4 separate regions of the Sus scrofa genome follow, and all the other regions are linked to region 1. Evidence: chromatin contacts called from public HiChIP or PLAC-seq data. All regions are on one chromosome and are shown on one strand. The core of a region is the stretch at or near the end of the contact, and the rest is flanking DNA. Distances in the headings are between cores, read along the strand shown.

Region 1 (4,851 bases), core at 1,872-4,371:
AAGTTTAACTCTCTCTGCACCAGCCAGGGGTCACTGAGTGAACCTTGCCAGCTCTACTTCGCTTGTGCTGAGTTTCATTAACCTTCCAAGACATAGGCTGTCTTGAGACAAGGAAATTAATGTTGCCCAGGTCTAAACCAAATTGAATAAACCCTGCCTCTCTTTGCTATTACTTTTATTAGGTTTTCACAAGGATGGGCAGATGGGGGTGTGTGTGTGTGTCCATCCTTTCCTTAATGCGCTGGAGAGAAGAAAATCAACTTGCTAGTGTGTGGATCAAGATATACAATGCAAACCAGCTGGGTGGGAAATGTGCATGGGCCTAAACAGGTTTGAACCCCTCGACATGATTAGCCTAAGATAGATATGGTAACACCATAAAATAAATAGAATAAAAAATAAACATCCTCGAATCCTGTCACAGCTCAGCTCTGCGCGCTGCGTCAGAAGGGCCATGGCCATTGTGTGGTGAGAATTACCAGCAGATGGCCTGGCGCGTCGAGACGGCTCCAGCTGGCCCCTCGCCCTTCTCAGGACTGCACAGGGCTCTCCTGCAAGATCAGGCCCAAAAGGTTATGGCTTAAAAAAAAAAAAAAAAAGCAAAAGAAAGAAAAACCTTGTAGTAGCAACAGTGTGCAATGCACAGAATGCTTTGATTTTCTTGTCACATTAAAAATAATTTACCGGTTTCTCCAGTCCAGATTTAGTGGCAACCCCAAGTAGAGAGGGAATAAACAAATTACTCACTTACCAGAATGAGCCTGGTAGTATTCACGGCCTACTCCATCATTCTGCCTTTAGGTGCTTTTTCCTTCTTTCTTTCTTTTGATTGGTTATAATAAGCTATTCATATATAACTGCATTGGTAATGAGGTATAAATAGCTAGATCACGGGACGGTTTGTCTTTTAATACTTAACGTTAAAAGTGAGCTACAGGATTTTCCAATAGCAAACTGCTGCCTTCTAGGTCACCAACTCATGGAACCCCAGAACCAGCCGTAAGCTGGTCCGGTGTGGCCCCCGATTTTACAGCTGAGCGGCACCCAAGTCAAACATCTTGTCACCTCAGCCCCAGATCTCAACTCCCTGCCTTCAGCTCCCCTGCTCTGAGGGCCCCTCATACACACGGTGGCTGGGCTGTCCTTAGGTCTGATTAATTTCTTTGTCACTCATTAATTAGGATGTGGGGATGGGGGGGGGTTGCCACTTAGAGTGAGGCAAACCCTGGACCTCTATCACAAACTCGGAGGGTTTTCAGGGCTTTGTAATTCGTAGGGGAGAGGAAAATAGGAGGAAACTAAGAAGGGGCTGGAGAGGAAGGGATCAGATAAAAACAGGGGCCAGGGGAGTGGTCTGTGACCATCTACTCAGACACAGGAGAGGTGAATCCGTGCTTCCCCCTAACGCTCTCCCCCCTCCTCCTCTGACTATTAACTTAACCTAAAGTCCTAACAAGAATTGATCAGCTAACAAATAGATCCAAAGGGGCTAACGGGGTTGATGTGATGTATCATGGGAAATAATGAGTCATGGAAAATTATGAATGAAAAGCAAGTGTGATCAATATATGACAATAGGTATGAGAGGGAGGTGACGATTCCTAGGCACTGACTCCTTTGTTTCGCATCCTGACTGATGGAGTTTGGGACAGTTTATCGGAAACCCAGCACCTTGGTGTGTTGAGTATTTTAAGCCGATGGAGTTTGGGGAGACAGCAGGTACAGGAAGGGCTCTCTGGCCTCCTTCCCCTACGCTTCCCGCATAAAGCAGGCCAGAGCCTCCTATGAGAAGCGCCACCTTGTACACGGAGGAAAGGAGCATCCTTATCTCTCAAGGGGGAAGGAACAGAGAAGAATCCCAACCAACGGGCCTTCCTAAGTCCCCGGTTACTACATTTAGCTCATACTCCCCATCCTGTCTTACCTTCCACAACTCTCCATGTCATCCACCCTGGCAGAAACTCTCAGTTTTAACTCTTGCAGTTCCTCATTTGCTATGGAGGCTCCTGAGTCACATAAAACTTATATTAAATAAATGCATATGCTTTTCTCCTGTTCATCTGCCTTTGCACTGGCGTAATTTTTGGACCCAGCCGGGGACCCCTCGAGGGTGCATGCAACCTCTTCTCCTCTACGTGGCATCATCAGCAGACCATGTGATCTGGCCTAGGCTGAACCCTGTGACCCACACGGGCAGCCGGCCTGCTTAGTTAGTCTTCCGCCTTCTCTTTTGCCTTCTGGCTAAAACCAAATGCTAGGATTTCATGTGTGTGTCCTGTGTTTCTTCTCTTAGTCATGTGATCCTCTCTTTAAATTTGGGGGGGCGTGGAGAGTGGAGGCTGCCGAAAGATGTTGTGAGCATGAAGAGTGATCACGTGGCCCGTGAACCTCAGAGGGTGTTCACTGAGAAAGGAGAGGCCCAGCTGGTGTGCAGGCCTTCCTGCCTGTGCCCTGCTGAGCTGGTGATATACTCTGTACCCTAGCCCTGCTAATGATCTGCCCAAGATGCTCTGTGTGGATGAGCTCACCTCTATGGCAAACTCTACTAGGTGGAATCCCAAATTCTAACCAGGTCTCTTCATTCATGAAAGGATGGTTTTAGTTAATGATTTACCCTTTCAAACACGGAGTCCCCGTACAGGATAGACTCCATGCTTCTCAAGTGCCTGTTAGCCAGTAACAGAATTCTGTAGAAATAATTTCTTTTTTTAAAAAGTCTGTCATTGGCATTATAATCTAAAACACAGCAATTCAGCCTCTCTGGCCATCTTCACGTGCGTTTTTTGCACACAGAATTAAATTGGAAGGTCAGAGCCATCAGCAGTCTCTCCAAGCATTTTCTTGCTTGGTAGGCAGGCAGGGAAGTGCCTCATTCTGGTGTCTGTCCGTTAGGCCAACATCACATTCCCAAGTTCTCTAGCTGCCACATTACTTGAACCGGGTCAACTCTGGGAGGGTGAGGTTTGCTTTTCCTTCCTGTAACCTCAGGACTGATTTAATTAAGCATCTCCTCCAGCCCCGATTTATAGTCTGAAAAGTGTTCTTGCAGCAGCCCTTCGATGTGCTATGGTTTTCAATGAGCTGAAATGCAATAAGTTAAATGGAAACACCATTCTGAGTGTCTGCTGCCACCCCAAGAGCGGTTCCAACAGGCGCATTGTCACTGAACATTTTAACTGCAAAGAACTGGATAAACAAGGGGTGGTTTCCTTCGGTTACTTGGCAGAGTTCTGGAAGTCAGAGGAGAGGACGGTTAAACTCCCCCATGGCCTGGGGGGCGGGGAGTGGGAAGCTTCCTGCTGTGAGGAAATAACCTTTTAAACCTTATTTCATAAATCACAAATTCTTTTTTTTTTTCAAGGTAAAAACTAAAAATAAGAAAACCCTAACACATAGGGGTAGAGGAAAAATGGAGAAAGGATGTCCCAGCGTCACTGTCCTCGGTCTGTCTCGAGGGATTTTTTGTTCTCCCATCAGGCCCCAGATGTCCTCCCCTGTTTGACAATCCTGACCCCCCACCCCAACCTGCCACCTAGAAATGAATGAAGCCAAATTCCCCATAGGAAATGCCCTTTCCTAGTCTCTCAAAGGCTTCAACCTCAAAATGAAATCTGACAAAAGAAACAAATTAGATTAAACTGCAGCGCTAAGAGCTTGGGATTGCTCAGATAAAAGACGGCAGAGCGGTTAGGGTGACGCGCAATCATCTTCTGCAACCTGGGGGAAAAACACAAAGTTCCCCTTCCTTCGGCTGTTCTTGCTGGCCCTGGTGCAGTTTTCACTGTCATACGAAGATAATGAATAGACAATGGGAGACGGTAGGACACGGGGAGGGACATCGACCCGAATGCCTGCACAAGCCAGGCCAGTCACGTGCGTGAATGAAACCGGAGAAATTTCACGTGGTCTCTCCAGATTTTTAAATGTTAGCAATCCATTCGATTAAAACCCAAAAATTCACTGCGTTTCCTCCAATGTTTATTGAGCGCTTTCTATTTTATACATCCATGCTGTTATTACCTTCTGTTCACAGATGGGGAAAAGCAAGTCTCTAAGTGGCAGAACCAACACCTGCCCACAGCTGCGGCCACATTTTATCTACTAAACTGCCTGGGAGGTTTATAGATAGAGAAAAGGAGGTTTCCTGGGGTTAACTAATGTGACCGGGATCATAAAAGAGTCGGGTGACTTTTTAAAAAATAAAGCATCTAACTACGGAAGCTGAGAATAGAACGTGAAGGAGACAGGCTGGAAAAGAAAAGAGAAAGAAACATCAGAAAAAGGACACAGGCCATGGCTGGGTGATAACAGCCTCATCCTAATGGATGCCTAGACCAAGAGATAAAGCTATTTTATCAAAAAAAAAAAAATGAGAATTTACAAATGTAAATAACATTGCTTCTTTATTAGTCCTTGTGTTTTGAAACCAAATTGAGGACAGAGCAGGCATCATTCTGCTATTTATGTGGGCAATGCTGCCCTCTCCTGGCAACCATCTTAATAACATGATTCTGTGTTTAAATCTGAATAATTTTATGCTCCTATTTTCCCAAAGTACATTGAAGAATTTTGCATCCATCTACCATCACATACATGCATATGATATATTATTTACATGGCACAATACCCTCTCAAATTTGTGTTTCTAACCTGGGATTTATTTGTCTCATTTTTACACATGTTTTATAGGTCAGTAGAGGAATTAAATGGAAAATAAATCATGGTGCTACTTGGCTCCTGAACTTTTGGAATTTAGTTCCTTGGGGAAAAAGTGTTTTTCTTATAACAGAAAACTTAAAAGAGCTTCAGAACAGAAAATGTCTGAGTGTCTCTAACTTGAACATTATTTGA
Region 2 (4,597 bases), core at 486-2,985, 350 kb before region 1:
TATCAAATGCTGAAGGTTTGAAATTGAATTATAGGATCAGTTCTCAAAGCCTGGCCATCTTTTAGACCTGTGCACCTATTCTCAAAGAAAGGATGGTTCAGGCCCCCAAAGAATGAGAACTCTCTTCAGTAACTGCATTCCTAGCAGCGCTCAAAGGAAAGCCTTGTAACTAACCTTCCCTCTGTTAAGCAGGCTTTCTATGCTCTCATGTTGTTAAGGATGAGAGGAAAAATGGTATTGATGTTAATAAAAAGATCAGAAGCAACAGGTGACCATTCTCTATCCTGCTACTTTTCCTATTATACTAGAATCATGTGTCAGTCATCTCCTTGGAGGTAGGAGCTCTGTCTTACTGATACCCAGTGACTAACATGGTTCTGGTGTTCATGAAATACTTGCGTAACTGAACCAAGCATTCATACCATCTCTGGATTACATGCAAGAAGGCACCCTTATCTCATAGGTGTTTTCAGTGGAGAAGTAAAAGGCATGCCCACACCTGAGTCTCTGGGAGACACACTTGAGATAAACCCAAGAGCACACGACCCGCCCACCCTCCCGCCCACTCTACCATCTCCCTTCCCCATCCCAGGAGCTTCTTAGTTTCTTTACCTGTCGCAGTGGTTGCATTTAAAGGGCTTTGCACCTGTGTGTTTCCTGTAGTGCCTTGTGAGCTCATCGCTTCGTGCAAAACGCCACTCACACCCTTCCCATGAGCACTTATAAGGCTTCTCACCTGCAAGAAGAGATGGAATGACCATGGTCAGCAACAGGAACAAAAGGGCGATACACCTGATCAGGGTCTGCTGCCTATTCTTCAGACTTGGAAAGAACTACATTTCCCAACAGAGCATATCATAGTTTTCTTTTAGTCTCTGGATGTTTTTATTGTTATTATTGCTATTATTATTAACCTTCAAAAGTGGTTTCACAAGATCTTCAAATCTAGAGCCATCATTTCAGTTCCCAGAGCCAGAGCATCTCCTCGGATGGGTGAGGGATCAATTTTTATTTATTTTCTATTCCTTGGAGCACTCTGACCCCCCACACTCCAAGCAGAAAGGAAATGTGCTATTTTCATCTGAACCACAAATGCTTCTAATGCTATTTTTCTCCAGAACCTACAGTAATTTACCATTTTAGCCTTTTTGGTCTTCTCCCTCCTCCTCTTCCCTCCTACCACAAACTGTAGCCAGGCAGCTGCCTGACAAGGCAAGGAGCTCGGGTCTCCCAGAACCCCTGTTCCTTCCAGTAAATGTGAGTGGCTGGACAGTCACAAGAAAAGGCTATGATTCGAGAGTTAAGACAAAAATCACTTAACGATTCCTGGCATTTATGTGAAGTACAGTTGCAAAAGACCTACTTAGGAAGTGGGATGGATTGGGAATTTGGGGTTAATAGATGCAAACTATTGCCTTTGGAATGCATAAGCAATGAGATCCTGCTGTATAGCACTGGGAACTATATCTAGTCCTTTATGATGGAGCATGATAATGTAGAAAAAATAATGTATACATGTAAGTGTAACTGGGTCACCTTGCTGTACAGTAGAAAATTGACAGAACACGGTAAACCAGCTATAATAGAAAAAGTAAAAATGATTATTAAAAAAAAGAAGCTCGTCACTTAATGACTCGAGTGTTCATATTCGAGAGTGATACACATTATTACAAAATATTTTTAAAGTCAATTTGTAGAGCAAGGTTTCAGCCACCATGAAGTTGCTTAGGAGCACGAAATTCGAGCTCTGTGCTCAAGTGACCTTTTCGCACAGTAAATACAGATGGAGAAATATGGAAGAGAAAGTACATGACTTTTCTTAAGACCTTTTTTTTTAAACTCATCAACGTCTGTCACCCAACATGACAAATATTTACCCTTCCAACTGTATGGAGGACTGGTTCTAATAAGAAGAAAAATAATCTTTGAAATCATGAAAGTTCCTGAGCCCTGTAACTGAGAAGCTGGTTAGCAGTGCAGTCAACAGCTCTGAAGCCAACCTTCCTGGGCTCAGCTTTCACGTCTGCCCCTAACTGTCTAGGCTGGGGCAAGTTAATCACCCTCTCTGAGTGCCCTCTGTTTTCTTAGAGATAATAGTAGTATGGACCTTAAAGGGTTTGGGGAAGATAAACTAATTTACATATGCACTATATATTAATTAGAACAGTGCTGGGCACATATAAGATTCACATAACTGGTAAATATTATAAACTGCCAAACCTGAAATTTCGGGATACACCAGTGCCAAGGTAGTATGGGGGTCCCATTACGTCTCCATTTTTTAATAGATCGCCCTTCACTAGGCAGCACTGAAGGAGACATTGCCCAGATACTGTACTTGACCCATTTTCTTCTTTCCGCCTTTTCCCTTCTCTTTAAAGCTAACTACAAAGTGTTCACAATTCTGTATTTGTATCACCTAGAATTGGACCAAACATGATTGAAATTTTTATTTCATTAAATTGGTGCCCTAGTGAGCCACCGCTCTGTAAGACCCATGGAGAAGAGGAATGAGAAACGCGGGCATTTCTTTTCAATCGAACCAAGAGGACATGAAGGAAGGCCAGCGGCGCAGGAGGAAACCCATTCAGTTTTGGAAACCAGAAAAAATAAAAAAGCAGCAGCAGCACAGAGCGGTGTTAAAAGTTCACCTTCTGGATCCTTAAAGCCACGATTTTAGAAAAGTGTGCCTGCTGCCAAGAAGGCGAAGAGTGGAGGAGTCAAGTCAACTTTGGAGTTGGCACACCTGGGATCTTGCTTTGTTCATGACAGACACCAAGCCTCAGTGTCCTTCTCTGTCAAATGGGGGTGAGATCCCCATGTTTATTGTGAGGTTTAAACAAGCTGTGGTGTACCAGGTGTTTCTGGAGCCTGGCATGAGGTAAATGTTCAGTTAATCTGAGCTCCCTCCCTGCCCCCATTTGCCTATATTCTCAGAGGCTGCTGAGAAGACAGGTCTAACTGGCTGTCGATGCAAAGTCCCAGGGCTCAGGGTCCAGACAGCTGTGCCTGGAGTCACGGGGGGCAACCTAAACATTGGAAAACAGAGTCTTTTGCATTTGAAATATTTTTTCAATATATTGTTGGAGAATGGACCTGAAAAAGAGTGTTCTTCAGATGTGCTCCAGAGGAGTGGGATGCTGAAGGGGAAATAAGAGACCCAAGCTGGAGAGAGAGGTGTGCTCTCAGAGAGGCCTGTTGGCATCATTTTACTGAATGCTATTGATCACCCACGAGGCTCTGTGACTTCAAGGAAATCTGGCACAAACAATGACAGCAAACGCAGAACGAGGCACCTGAGACTTCGCATTCAAAACGCCCTCTACCCCCAGAGACCTTCAAATGCAAGTAAAACTGGAGGGTCTTGGAACTTTGGGCACCAAGCATGGGTCAAATGTAGCAAGGCCTCTGGAAATTCCATGACATTCTACAGCAGCAAGCAGAGATCCAGTCCTCAAAATCAATCCCACAATTGAATGGACTCATCTATCAAAGGCAACCACATTCTGAAGGACACAGGAAGGACAGAGAGAAAATGAAGGCGATTAAAGTGGATGTCTTTGGGTAATTTTTTTTTTTTTTAATTTCAAAGTGTTTGCTTTTCCCCTTGCTGAATTTTTTACTTTTGTTCTGTTTTATTCTGACAAATAATGTAAAGGATTTAGTTATTTCCCAGAAAATAATGCAGATACTCTGTTAATTCCTGGCACAAACCAACCATCCTCTCCCCAGGGGCTACTTCCGTGTCCTTCCAGGGGCTAAGTCCCTTTTGCCACTGCACAGACAGAAACTACCAGCAGCTTGACTTGGCTCTCAATCATGTCAGCTAACACTGTTTCCTGCTTACAGCAGGTGCCATATAGAAATAACACTGGGGACAAGCCCTTTTATGTCCTGCTAGTTTAGCCAAGTTATGCTATAGTGATTCATCAAGCTATTTTTCCAGGATCTGAATAACTGACAAGCTATTTTTCCAGGATCTGAATAACTGACCTACATGTCGCTATTTCCACAAATACTCAATAATAAGGCATTTAAAATAACCAAGAGAAAACTCAGCCAAACAAAGAGGTAGTAGTGCATGAAACAGGCAGAGTTCAGAAATCAGAGGGGCAGAAAAAATACAAAGAATTGGGAATATAACTTCATATTTAAAGTTCACAAATAGTGCAGTTAGGCTGGCTTCATTTCTGGGTTCCACACCCACTTCCACAAACCATTATCTACTCTCAAGTCAGGGAAATGCTTCTGTCAGCATTTTGCATGGTCAAGATTACAGCTCCCTAATCCAGTAGTAGGGTGTTCCACAGAAAGAAGAAAGGAAAGAAGGAAAGAAAGAAAGAAATGGAGGAGGGAGGAAGGAAGGAAGGAAGGAGAGTGGTAGAGAAGAAGAGAGGGACAGAGGGAGTGTGGAAAAGAAAGAAAACAAAAAGGCAGTGAGTGCAGTGATAACAGCAGATTTCGTGCAAAATCAGCTCACCTCCCTCACCCTCCCTTCTCTTCCTGCTCCACTCCAGATACTATTCCTGGGTATAAAACAGAAAATGTCATGCCTCCACCACACGCTACACTTGTGGCATTTGGCTCCCTGCACCTC
Region 3 (5,052 bases), core at 354-2,853, 300 kb before region 1:
TTGCATATGGAGGTTCTCAGGCTACAGGTCTTATAAGAGCTATAGCTGCCATCTTACGCCACAGCCACAGTCACAGCCACGCCAGATCTGAGCCGAGTCTTCGACCTGCACCACAGCTCATGGCAACATCGGATCCTTAACCCACTAAGCGAGGCCAGGGATCGAACCCACAACCTCATGATTCCTAGTCAGATTTGTTTACACTGAGCCCTGACAGGAACTCCTCTTCTGCTCTTTGAAGGAAGGCATGGGGTCCCCCATACTTCCAACAACTTGGAAAAGCATTTTCCTCCTTCACAGTGTCTATGATCCTTAATTAAGTGTCCACTAGGGATAAGGTGGACGAAAGACCCTTCTACCTCAGCTCAGGGTTATTTTTCCATATGTTACTTCTCAGAATATATTAAGTCTACTGCTCTGGCCTCTACCCACAATGACTGCACCTAATCCCCATCAGCCCTTAAGGAGAGTCACTCGCTATAACTTGGCCACTGGACTGTAGCTATATTCAACTTCTGAGAGGTGGCGAGATACCACTGCTTACTACAGTTGCGTTGCATAAGATGCCTGGGTCCACTATCACCTTATCTCCCAAAGAAGCCTCAGTTTAGCCTGACACACACTGGAGGAAATCCCAGTTGTTACCTTATAGAATGAAAACAAGTTTCATTAGTGTCTCTGATTTGGTCATTCCACTTTCACAGACAAAATAAAATCTATGTCCTAGTAGTCAATGAAAAAATCATCCTACACTAGAGCGAAGACCTACATCTGGGCTGAAAGTGTGGTTTAAGAAAGAGAAAAAAAATGCAGAAGAGACATCCCTAGAGGAAAAACCCATTTCCTCTAGGGATGGAGAGCACCAACTAGATCTTGCTTGGGAAAGAGGGCACCCCATCCCAGTGGCTCACGAGAACCCAAGGACTTGGGAGAGAAGCGATGCTGCCCAAGAACAATGATCCTGACAGTTGTTCAGCTTCACCATTAATTTTCCATAAAGAGCAGTTTTTGAGACGAGGGCTTGTGTCAGAAGGGGCCTGATGCTTCGGAAACCTGTAATTATTCCTGGCTCCCCACCCCCCACAGCCTCTGCACCTGTGTCAGTTCAAGGCACCAGCTGGCCATGTCTTGCCTCCTGCCTCTTAAAGGGGTGGGCTGGGATGGGGGGGGCAGGGGCAGGGGGGCTGGGGGAGGGGTTTTGAGGGTGGGGGCTGGGCAGGGGAGCCTTCATGGAAAACCCAGACTCACATGACTTGCCTCTTCTTCCAAAATATAAAAACAAAACAAAAATTTTAAACTCACCCATCTCATCCCTTCCCCCAATGGGTCTTGCCAAAGGAAACAAATAAACATTAATTGGCTAGAGAGCCTTCATTCAAACCAAAATTACTGAAAAACACAGTAACAGGGAAAGGTCTGACAAGGGGTTATTAATCCTGTTTTACAACCTGCTCTTGTTCCACCCCCACCCGCTCCCGTTAACTCTGCGCACGCGCGCGCACACACACGCACGCACACACACACACACACACACACACACACACACCCGCCCCAAACTCCCTGGGCCCCTCTGCACTGAGTGGCCAAGACGGGAACATGCCGAACCCATGACATCATCTCCCCTTCCTCTCCCAAATCACTTGCACAGGCTGACTCAGGCTACTGGTTTTTTTGTTTTTGTTTTTGTTTTTTAAAGCAAGCTCATTTCACTGACTTCCTTCTGGCACGTTGTTATATCCTTCTCAGTTGGGTTAAACATACCCTTCCTCTGCTGCCCATAAAAAAATACATATACATGTATGGTTGCTTTTTTACCCCAAAGCAAGTTTCTCACATGTACAATGTACACTACACACACACACACACACACACACACACACACACACAACTTCTCTCTCTCTCTCTCACACACAAACCCAGTCGAAGCTTGAATTTCCCCAGAACAACAGGTTCATATCCCATTGGGGCCCTCAGTGGCAGATGCAATTTAGTGGCTGGTGATCACAGAGAATATTTTCAAAACCAAGAGAGTTTTCAAGGACTTCCACTGTGGAATGTTAAAGACAATGTGGGGGCCCTAAGAGGAATGTTTGTTCTACTCCTCAGGCTGCAAAAAATGACAGCCAAAAACATAATGAGACCAAGCCCTAAGCCGCTTTTCCTGACATAGATGGTTGCACATTTACTTAATTAATTTCAGGTACTTGGAATCAACTTCCCAAAATATTTAAGGGGGCTGCATGGATGTGCCACTGTGCTGCTCACCACAGTTGAGGAAACTGGCCCTGTGTGTACACTGAGAGGCAGAAGAGAGGGACTTATGGGACAGACTGCTTGCTGGAAGGTGGTCCTTGGTCACTCTTCACAGGGACCTCAGGGCCTCGCTCATGAAGCCCCACACACTCACTAATCCAAATTTATAGGACACTATGAAACTAATTCTCTGGTTCCCCACAGACATCAGCCTCACCAGCATTTAAATGTAATCTTCACTAGAACGTGGGTTCCTCAAAACACCTGGTCCTGTTTTTGACCCATGGCCTGACTCAAGAATTTGTCTTATTGAATGAATGAATGAATGAATGAAGCAACTCAAAACACTTCGGTCCAAACGACAACACATTTGATCACAATTTTGGTCAGAATGGGTCCCAGAAAATGATGACAGCCAAAAATGCTTCCTTCTTTACCAAAAGAATATCAGAAACAGGAGTTCCCGTCGTGGCTCAGTGGTTAACGAATCCGACTGGGAACCATGAGGTTGCGGGTTTGATCCCTGGCCTTACTCAGTGGGTTAAGGATCCGGCGTTGCCGTGGGCTGTGGTGTAGGTTGCAGACTCGGCTCGGATTCCGTGTTGCTGTGGCTCTGGAGTAGGCCGGCGGCTACAGCTCCGATTGGACCCCTAGCCTGGGAACCTCCATATGCCACGGGAGCGGCCCAAGAAATGGCAAAAAGACAAAAAAAAAAAGGATATCAGAAACAATGCGTATGCATGCATTACCAACAACTGTCCTTGGACGATTCAGCGGTATTTAATATTTAATTACAGGTGATTTTACTTGTCTCTTCAATGCTTTCCATTAAAACAAAACAAAACAAAACAAAAAACTTTAACTGCTTACTGTCTGACACACCCAGCATTCCCAAATAAGAGGCACATTTAGACTCCTAAAAGGCCACAGGGCAGCCCTTTGTGGGAAGTAAAACCATCTTCTCATCCCAGAGAGCATCCCTCTCCCTTCTGCCACTTCATCTTTTCTCCTGTGGCCTCCAGAAACCACCAGAAGAGAAGCAATACACACAAGCAATCAAATTGCTATTTTCAATGCTCACTTATTATTGGTAGAAAGAACATGGTCTGGGGAATCAAGTTCAATACCTCCCTTTCCAACACCGCCTCTCCCCCTTCCCCCTAACTCCTCAACCTGAGCAGGGAGTTCATTTCCTTCGCTGCAAAATGGGTGGGCTGTACTCTCAAAGATGCCTTCCAGCTCAAAGTTCTTGCTGACAACCCTTCAATGGCCTGCCATCACGCTTGTTTCCTGGCCATGGCAAATCAGACCCTACATGAACGGGTCTTGCTTTCCTCAGTTCTTACCCCTCCCCTATTCACACACACAGTGCCTGCCATTCCTGCACCCCAGAATTCAGAGCCCCCAGGTCACAGCACACCTAATTTCTTTTCTTATATTATGTTTTGGTTTAACTGCCACCTATTCAGAGATTCCTTTGATCTGCCTAGATAAAACTCACCCAAACAACCTCTTCATTCTCCATCAGACCACCTCCTTTTATTTGCCCTGTAGTTACTTACCAAGCCCTAAAAAGACCTAAATTATCTGTGTGCATGTCTACCGTCTATCTTTCCCTACTATTGGGGAAGTTCCAGAAGAGTAGGGACCTAGTCTTATGCGCCAAGGAATCTCTAGCACCCAGCACAGGGCCTGGAAAAGGCATCCAAACATACTCATTTAATGGGTAAATCAATCAATGAAGCCATTAGTCAATCCCAAATTCCAGAGAGGATGTTAGCTGGTCTCTCCCATCAGGAAATGGATTCTAAAATGTCTACCTTATTAGGTCGAAGGGCTGCATCAACGTTTCTCCTCTGTTCATGGTTTAGCATGGAGAAGGCCCTCATGATTCATCCTCATCAGACTGAGGAAAATGGAGCCTCTTCTCAGGACACAGGGTTCTCACATCTGCCCATTTCAAACAGATGCCAAGAAAGCGTTTCTTCTCAGGAGTTGGTACCACATCATCTATGGTTCAGATGAAAAAAAAGCCACCGTCTCCTGGCCTCCGTGCCAGGTTTATTCACTGGTGCCCTGAGGTTCAACTATTCTATATCATTTCTACCATCCCTGAGAAAGGCACCTCTGGGCACTGGCCCCCGAAGCACCTGAGGGTCACATCCATTTGGTCTCCAATGCTGGCATCCCCACATACACCAGTTCTTCAATGGAAGAGTGCATTCACATCTCGCGGTGAGCAAGGACCCATGTTTTCTGTCACCCTAAACAGACCCACATTCCACTTATACAGATGAGGTCCTTGACATTCCTATTCTGGCCCGTTCTGGGGACTTTTCCATAAATTCCTAAACACAAAGCATTTCATTCTTCTCCATTCCCTTTACGAATTTTACATAAAAAGATATCTCTTCTGAGAGGTGCTATTTATTTCAGGATCATTATTTCACAGATACAGAGCCCTCAAACACTGAGCCTGGAAGTAAGCCAAAATCCAATTAAGAGGGTATGGCGTTTGAACTAGGCAAGAGCTAAGGGTGAAAATATTGAATATAAGCTGTACAGGTTCCCTGTGTGTGTGTGAACACGTGTGTGTGTGAACACGTGTGTGTGTGTGTGTGTGCGCGCACATACCACTGACAATGTAGATTCTCTTTAATGTCTTTTGGATGCCTTTCTCTAAACCTGTCGCTGTTCCCAGAGTCACAAAGCCGCTCCCTTTCTTGTTTATTATGGTAGGCAGTAGGAATCTTTCACACACTGGCTGGAAAAAGATGAAGGAGAAACAAAGAGAAGGTT
Region 4 (5,117 bases), core at 618-3,117, 380 kb before region 1:
ACATAAACAACTATTAAGTGAACTGCATCTTGAGGCACCTCATCTCAGGAGGGTAGAATTTGGGAGAAGGGGAAGGGAATTACTAGAAAAGTGATGTTTTCACCTCAGCATTTTGCTCAGCACTTTTGTGACTTTGAGCCAATCGTACAACCGCTATGGGCATGAGGTTCCTCATTCAAAAGGCAAAGAGGAAGGAGGGAGTTGGGCTTAGATAAGATCTATCCTCCTGACCTCACTTGTTTACTATGAATATTAAATGAGATAACATATTAAAGCTATTGACAAGCTATTAAAACTAATCAAAGAGGGTATAACCTTCTCCATTACTCTATTATTTCACTAGTGAACACTAGAATAGTTTCTCTTTATTTTGTATCTATGGAGAGCTGTTATTAAAAATCACTCATTATTAGAAAAATGCAAATGAAAACTACAATGAGGTATCACCTCACTCTGGTCAGAATGACCATCATTAAAAAGCCTACAAATAATAAATCCTGGAGAGAAGGGAACCCTCCTACACTGTCGGTGGGAATGTAAATTAGTGCAGCCACCATGGGGAACAGCATGAAAGTTCCTTTAAAAACTAAAAATAGAGCTATCATGCCATCCTGCAATCCTACTCCTGGGCACGTATCCAGAGAAAATCATAATTGGAAAAGATACATGCACCCCAATGTCCATAGCAGCACTATTTATAGGAGCCAAGACATGGAAGCAACCTAAGTATCCACTGACAGATGAATGGGTAAAGAAGATATAGCATATGTATACAATGGAATTTTACTCAGCGGCACAAAGGAACGAAATAATGCTATTTGCAACAACGTGGATGGACCTAGAGATTATCATACTAAGTGAAGTAAGCCAAAGAAAGAAAAATATCATATGATATCACTTACATGTGGAATCTAAAAAAATTATACACATGACTGTATACAAAACATAAATAACAAGAACCTATTGTATAGCACAGAGATATCTATTCAATATTCTATAATAACGTATAGGGGAAAAGAATCTGAGAAAAAATGGATATATATACACATGTGATTCACTGTGCTGTACACCTGAAACTAACGCATCGCTGTAAATTAACTTCACTCTAATAAGTTTTTTTAAAAGATACAAATGACTTATTTACGAAACAGAAATAGACGCACAGACATAGAAAACACACTTAGGTTGCCAAAGGGGAAAAGGTGGTGAGGTGGGTAAACTAGAGTTTGGGATCGCCATGTACAAACTATGATGCATAAAACAGGTAACCAACAAGGACCTACTGTGTAGCACAGGGACCTATACTCCATATATTGTCATAACCTCTAAGGGAAAAGAATCTGAAAAATATATATACGTATATATATCACGCTGAATCACTGTGCTGTACACCTGAAGCTAACACATGGCAAATCAAGCATACCTCAATAAAAAAATTAAATCAAAAATCTAAACGAATCAGGACAAATCCATCAGGTCCATTGCCCTGGAACAGCTTTACTATTGTAAGTACTGCAGCCTGTGATTGGGGGATGAAAACGACGATCAAGTTCCTCCTAAAGAGAGGGGAGGGGAGGGGAGGGAGGGGAGGAAGGGGAGGGAGGGGAGGGGAGGGGTAGTGGGGGAGGAGAACAGCTCAGAATATTCTTCCGTGAGGCTGTCTGGTGTCTTTCCCTTCTCAGGATTGCCCTTTCTTTTCTTCACCTCTCGCGGAGTGCTACTTCCCAAGAGAGAAGCCTTTTGCAATAATAATAGTACGTTAGATTTGCCTGACATTTTATTTGGAAGGAAATCCAAGTTATTTAACAAGCGAGTATTGTCTCCTTTGACCGGCCGAGGAAGCTGGCCCGAGAGCCGGTGCTCCGGAAAGCCACCCTGCCGGCGAGTGACAGAACCGAAGGGAAATCGCTGCATCTTCCGTGCATATCATCTGGGATCCCTTAACAAAGCCACTGTTCTTTCTGTACAAAAATAACCGATGCAGAAGAAACACCTCAAAACCCTTTCCCGCAGTTGCGAAGGAAAAGGACGGAAATGAGTGGGCGCTTAATCACTGCTCCCCTCTGGGCCGAGCTTCCGGACCCTTCTTCCTCCCGGTACTCTCCAAGAATGGCAGGAAATCAGACCTCTAATATGGAAAGCATAACACTTAGCAAAGAAAAAGGCAAACATTTCCACGGGGGGGTTGTGTTTTTGGAGAACACACTGGTTCGCTTTGGGGGCATGATGTCTCCGGAGAAAGAGCAGGACTGAACCTAGGAAACACTGGCCCCCCAGCCTGCCTAGCAAGTCCCTGGCGGAGGACTGGGGGGCACGGCCTTGAGGCGGCTGCAGGGAAAAGGAGAGAGGCCATAGCCCCTCTGCTGTCGCTTCTCCCCTGGTGTGAGAGCAGAGGCCCCCCAAGTCCAAGACCTGGGGTGAGGTTGAGCAGTAGGTCTATTTTCTCAAGGACTAAGATTAGACTCAGATCTAAGAAGCTGCCCCCGAAACGTGCCAGCTTTCTATTAGTACTGGTAATGACAGCAGCATCTAGGGAGCAGGTAACATATGCCAGACCCAAGTCGCATCAATGCCATGGATTCATTCCTTCCATTCCTCTTTTTCTCCATTTTTATTTTTATTTTTTATTTATTTATTTTTGTCTTTTTGCTATTTCTTTGGGCCGCTCCCACGGCATATGGAGGTTCCCAGGCTAGGGGTCAAATCAGAGCTGTAGCCACCGGCCTACGCCAGAGCCACAGCAACGCGGGATCCAAGCCATGTCTGCAACCTACACCACAGCTCACGGCAACGCCGGATCGTTAACCCACTGAGCAAGGGCAGGGACCGAACCCGCAACCTTATGGTTCCTAGTCGGATTCATTAATCACTGCGCCACGACGGGAACTGCTCTCCATTTTTAAAAATTGCATTGAAGTGTAGTTGATTTACAGTGTTGTGTTAATTTCTGCTGTGCAACAAAGTGATATTGTTATAAACACATTCACTGTTTTTCAGATTCTTTCCCCACATCACAGAGTATTGAGTAGAGTTCCCTGTGCTACACAGCAGGTCCCCGTTGACTTCTGTCATTCTTGAAATGATCTTCAAGTGACTAAGAGAGACCAGGATGGTCACCCTCAAGGAAAATTCATAATTAGTGTCTGCTTGTATTCCACAATGCTTTTACATTTATTTTCGAATATAAAGTCTTCCAATGCTTTTGGAACTTATCTTGAACCTAGAGAGAAACTCCTGTTAGAAAAGACATGACAGGAAGTTCCCGTCATGGCTCAGTGGTTAACAAATCCGACTAGGAACCATGAGGTTGCAGGTTCGATCCCTGGCCTTGCTCAGCGGGTTAAGGATCCGGCGTTGCCGTGAGCTGTGGTGTAGGTTGCAGACTCGGCTTGGATCCTGCATTGCTGTGGCCCTGGTGTAGGCCGCCAGCTGCAGGTCCAATTAGACTCCTAGCCTGGGAACCTCCATATGCCACAGGTGCAGCCCTAAAAAGACAAAAAGAAAAAAAAAAAGAAAAAAAAAAAAAAAAAAGACCTGACAAAGAAGGAAATGGACAAGGTGGACCATTTTTCTCTACCTTGTCATGTCATGTTTTTCTCTAGCAGCTGAAGGTAAGAGTTTCATATTGTCTCACTGAGAGAAGGCTTTCATCCCTTTTCTCTTTTGTCTAACAAAGAGAAAGAAACTATAGATCGTTAGTGTATGAAGAGTTCGAAAGAAGAAAACAGCATTAAACCTAAAAAGAAGGTTTATCTCAGAAATACTGCCAAGTAGATGAGAAGATTTTCCTTAATGGGCTGAATAGTGCATTTTGTGAATGCAGGGATCATATCTGCTTGGTGCCATTTGCATATCCAGAGCCTAGCCCCAGAGATTAGCTAGCATTCAAATGTTCGTTAATTAACTAAAACATTAAAATTATTAATTTTTGTTTAATGAACTACAAGAATGAATGGAAACATGAATACTTCTTTGAACCATTCAAATTCTTTTGCTGGTCTATGATTTCTATATCAAATATTCCTCAAAATTATATGATCACAGAATTTAAGGAGAGGAAGGCATTTAGGAATCAGCTAATCTATTCTTTTTATTTTTTAAGAAAGGCAAAGCGAGGCCTGGAAATGTTAAATGATTTGCCTCAGGTCACGCGGCTCACAGAGGCATAGTCAGAGCGAGCGGGGAAAATGTCTCCTGACTCCTCATCCACCGTCCTTTCTTCCTGGACCCTTTTCGTGATCCTTCAGACATAAATTGATAAGGAAATTCATCTTTGTCCTTACTGTAATGGAATTATGTTTTTTTTCCTCCCATTGCTGCAGCTTTTCTCTTGATGCTCATAGATCAGTCCTGAAAAGTTTTCTGACTCCCCACCCCCAAATCTTTTTTTTTTTTTCTTTCCTTTTAGAGACACTCCCACGGCATATGGAGGTTCCCAGGCTAGGGGTCAAATTGGAGCTGCAGGTGCCAGCCTACACCACAACCAGAGCAACACCAGATCAGAGCCAAGTCTGCAAACTGCACCGCGGCTCACGGCAACGCCGGATCCTTAACCCACTGAGCAGTGCCAGGGATCAAACCCGTGTCATCAAGAATATAAGTTGGGTTCATTACGGCTGAGCCACAATAGGAATTCCTTTCCTAAATTTTTTGGAAAGGAGATGCAGCAGAAGTGTGTGGATGAGAAGAAATTGGTTCTGGCAAAGATAAGTGGGTCAGTGTAAGTGCTGGAGTATATTAAAAATTACGAATATATATTGCCTTTGGAATGGATTAGCAACAACATCCTGCTGTGTAGCACTGGGAACTATGTCTAGTCACTTATGACAGAGCATGATAAGCTGAGAAAAAGAAAGTGTCCATGTATGTGTAACTGGGTCACCGTGCTGTACAGTAGGAAAAAAAAATTGTATTGGGGAAATAACTATTAAAAAAAAAAAGTATAAATAAAGTAGCTGTTGGTGTACTACTTGAGAGAATGGTTTTAAAATACAATTGGGTTTAAAAAGAGCAATTTTCAGAAACTTATATCATGACTTTTCTTTGCCTCTTTGCCTATAAATAAAATGATAATAGTAGTAAAAATAAAAAAATTTTTTAAATTATGAACATAAAAA

Evidence for each region. HiChIP or PLAC-seq counts read pairs in DNA pulled down with a chosen protein or histone mark.
Region 2: a contact with region 1 is called in an H3K27ac HiChIP or PLAC-seq map of skeletal muscle, with 10 times the contacts expected there. The contact joins two enhancer-like sites. A contact is called at or near these places in 10 of 47 Hi-C or Micro-C datasets (embryonic fibroblasts, epiblast stem cells, heart right ventricle and 5 more) and 1 of 2 datasets of contacts at active chromatin or transcription factors (skeletal muscle).
Region 3: a contact with region 1 is called in an H3K27ac HiChIP or PLAC-seq map of skeletal muscle. The contact joins two enhancer-like sites. A contact is called at or near these places in 1 of 47 Hi-C or Micro-C datasets (embryonic fibroblasts) and 1 of 2 datasets of contacts at active chromatin or transcription factors (skeletal muscle).
Region 4: an H3K27ac HiChIP or PLAC-seq map of skeletal muscle shows a contact between it and region 1, with 13 times the contacts expected there. The contact joins two enhancer-like sites. A contact is called at or near these places in 10 of 47 Hi-C or Micro-C datasets (embryonic fibroblasts, epiblast stem cells, fibroblasts and 5 more) and 1 of 2 datasets of contacts at active chromatin or transcription factors (skeletal muscle).

The regions. Positions count from the first base shown.
Region 1 is chr15:110,645,945-110,650,795 of Sscrofa11.1, forward strand. No RefSeq gene overlaps it. Among named protein-coding and RNA genes, the nearest start is that of CREB1, 57 kb to the right of the region's middle. Within about 2 kb of position 3,122, at least 28 of the 83 cell types and tissues checked have an H3K27ac peak or open chromatin away from gene starts, as enhancers often do. A contact at or near this core is called in liver, skeletal muscle and subcutaneous adipose tissue, where this site is marked.
Region 2 is chr15:110,295,291-110,299,887 of Sscrofa11.1, forward strand. KLF7 (Kruppel like factor 7) reads right to left here. Exons shown (of 4, transcript NM_001097487.1): 3 at 613-736. Among named protein-coding and RNA genes, the nearest start is that of KLF7, 82 kb to the right of the region's middle. Within about 2 kb of position 1,736, at least 2 of the 83 cell types and tissues checked have an H3K27ac peak or open chromatin away from gene starts, as enhancers often do. A contact at or near this core is called in skeletal muscle, where this site is marked.
Region 3 is chr15:110,348,173-110,353,224 of Sscrofa11.1, forward strand. All of the region lies in intron 1 of KLF7 (Kruppel like factor 7), which reads right to left. Among named protein-coding and RNA genes, the nearest start is that of KLF7, 28 kb to the right of the region's middle. Within about 2 kb of position 1,604, at least 38 of the 83 cell types and tissues checked have an H3K27ac peak or open chromatin away from gene starts, as enhancers often do. A contact at or near this core is called in skeletal muscle, where this site is marked.
Region 4 is chr15:110,268,699-110,273,815 of Sscrofa11.1, forward strand. No RefSeq gene overlaps it. Among named protein-coding and RNA genes, the nearest start is that of CPO, 110 kb to the left of the region's middle. Within about 2 kb of position 1,868, at least 24 of the 83 cell types and tissues checked have an H3K27ac peak or open chromatin away from gene starts, as enhancers often do. A contact at or near this core is called in liver, skeletal muscle and subcutaneous adipose tissue, where this site is marked.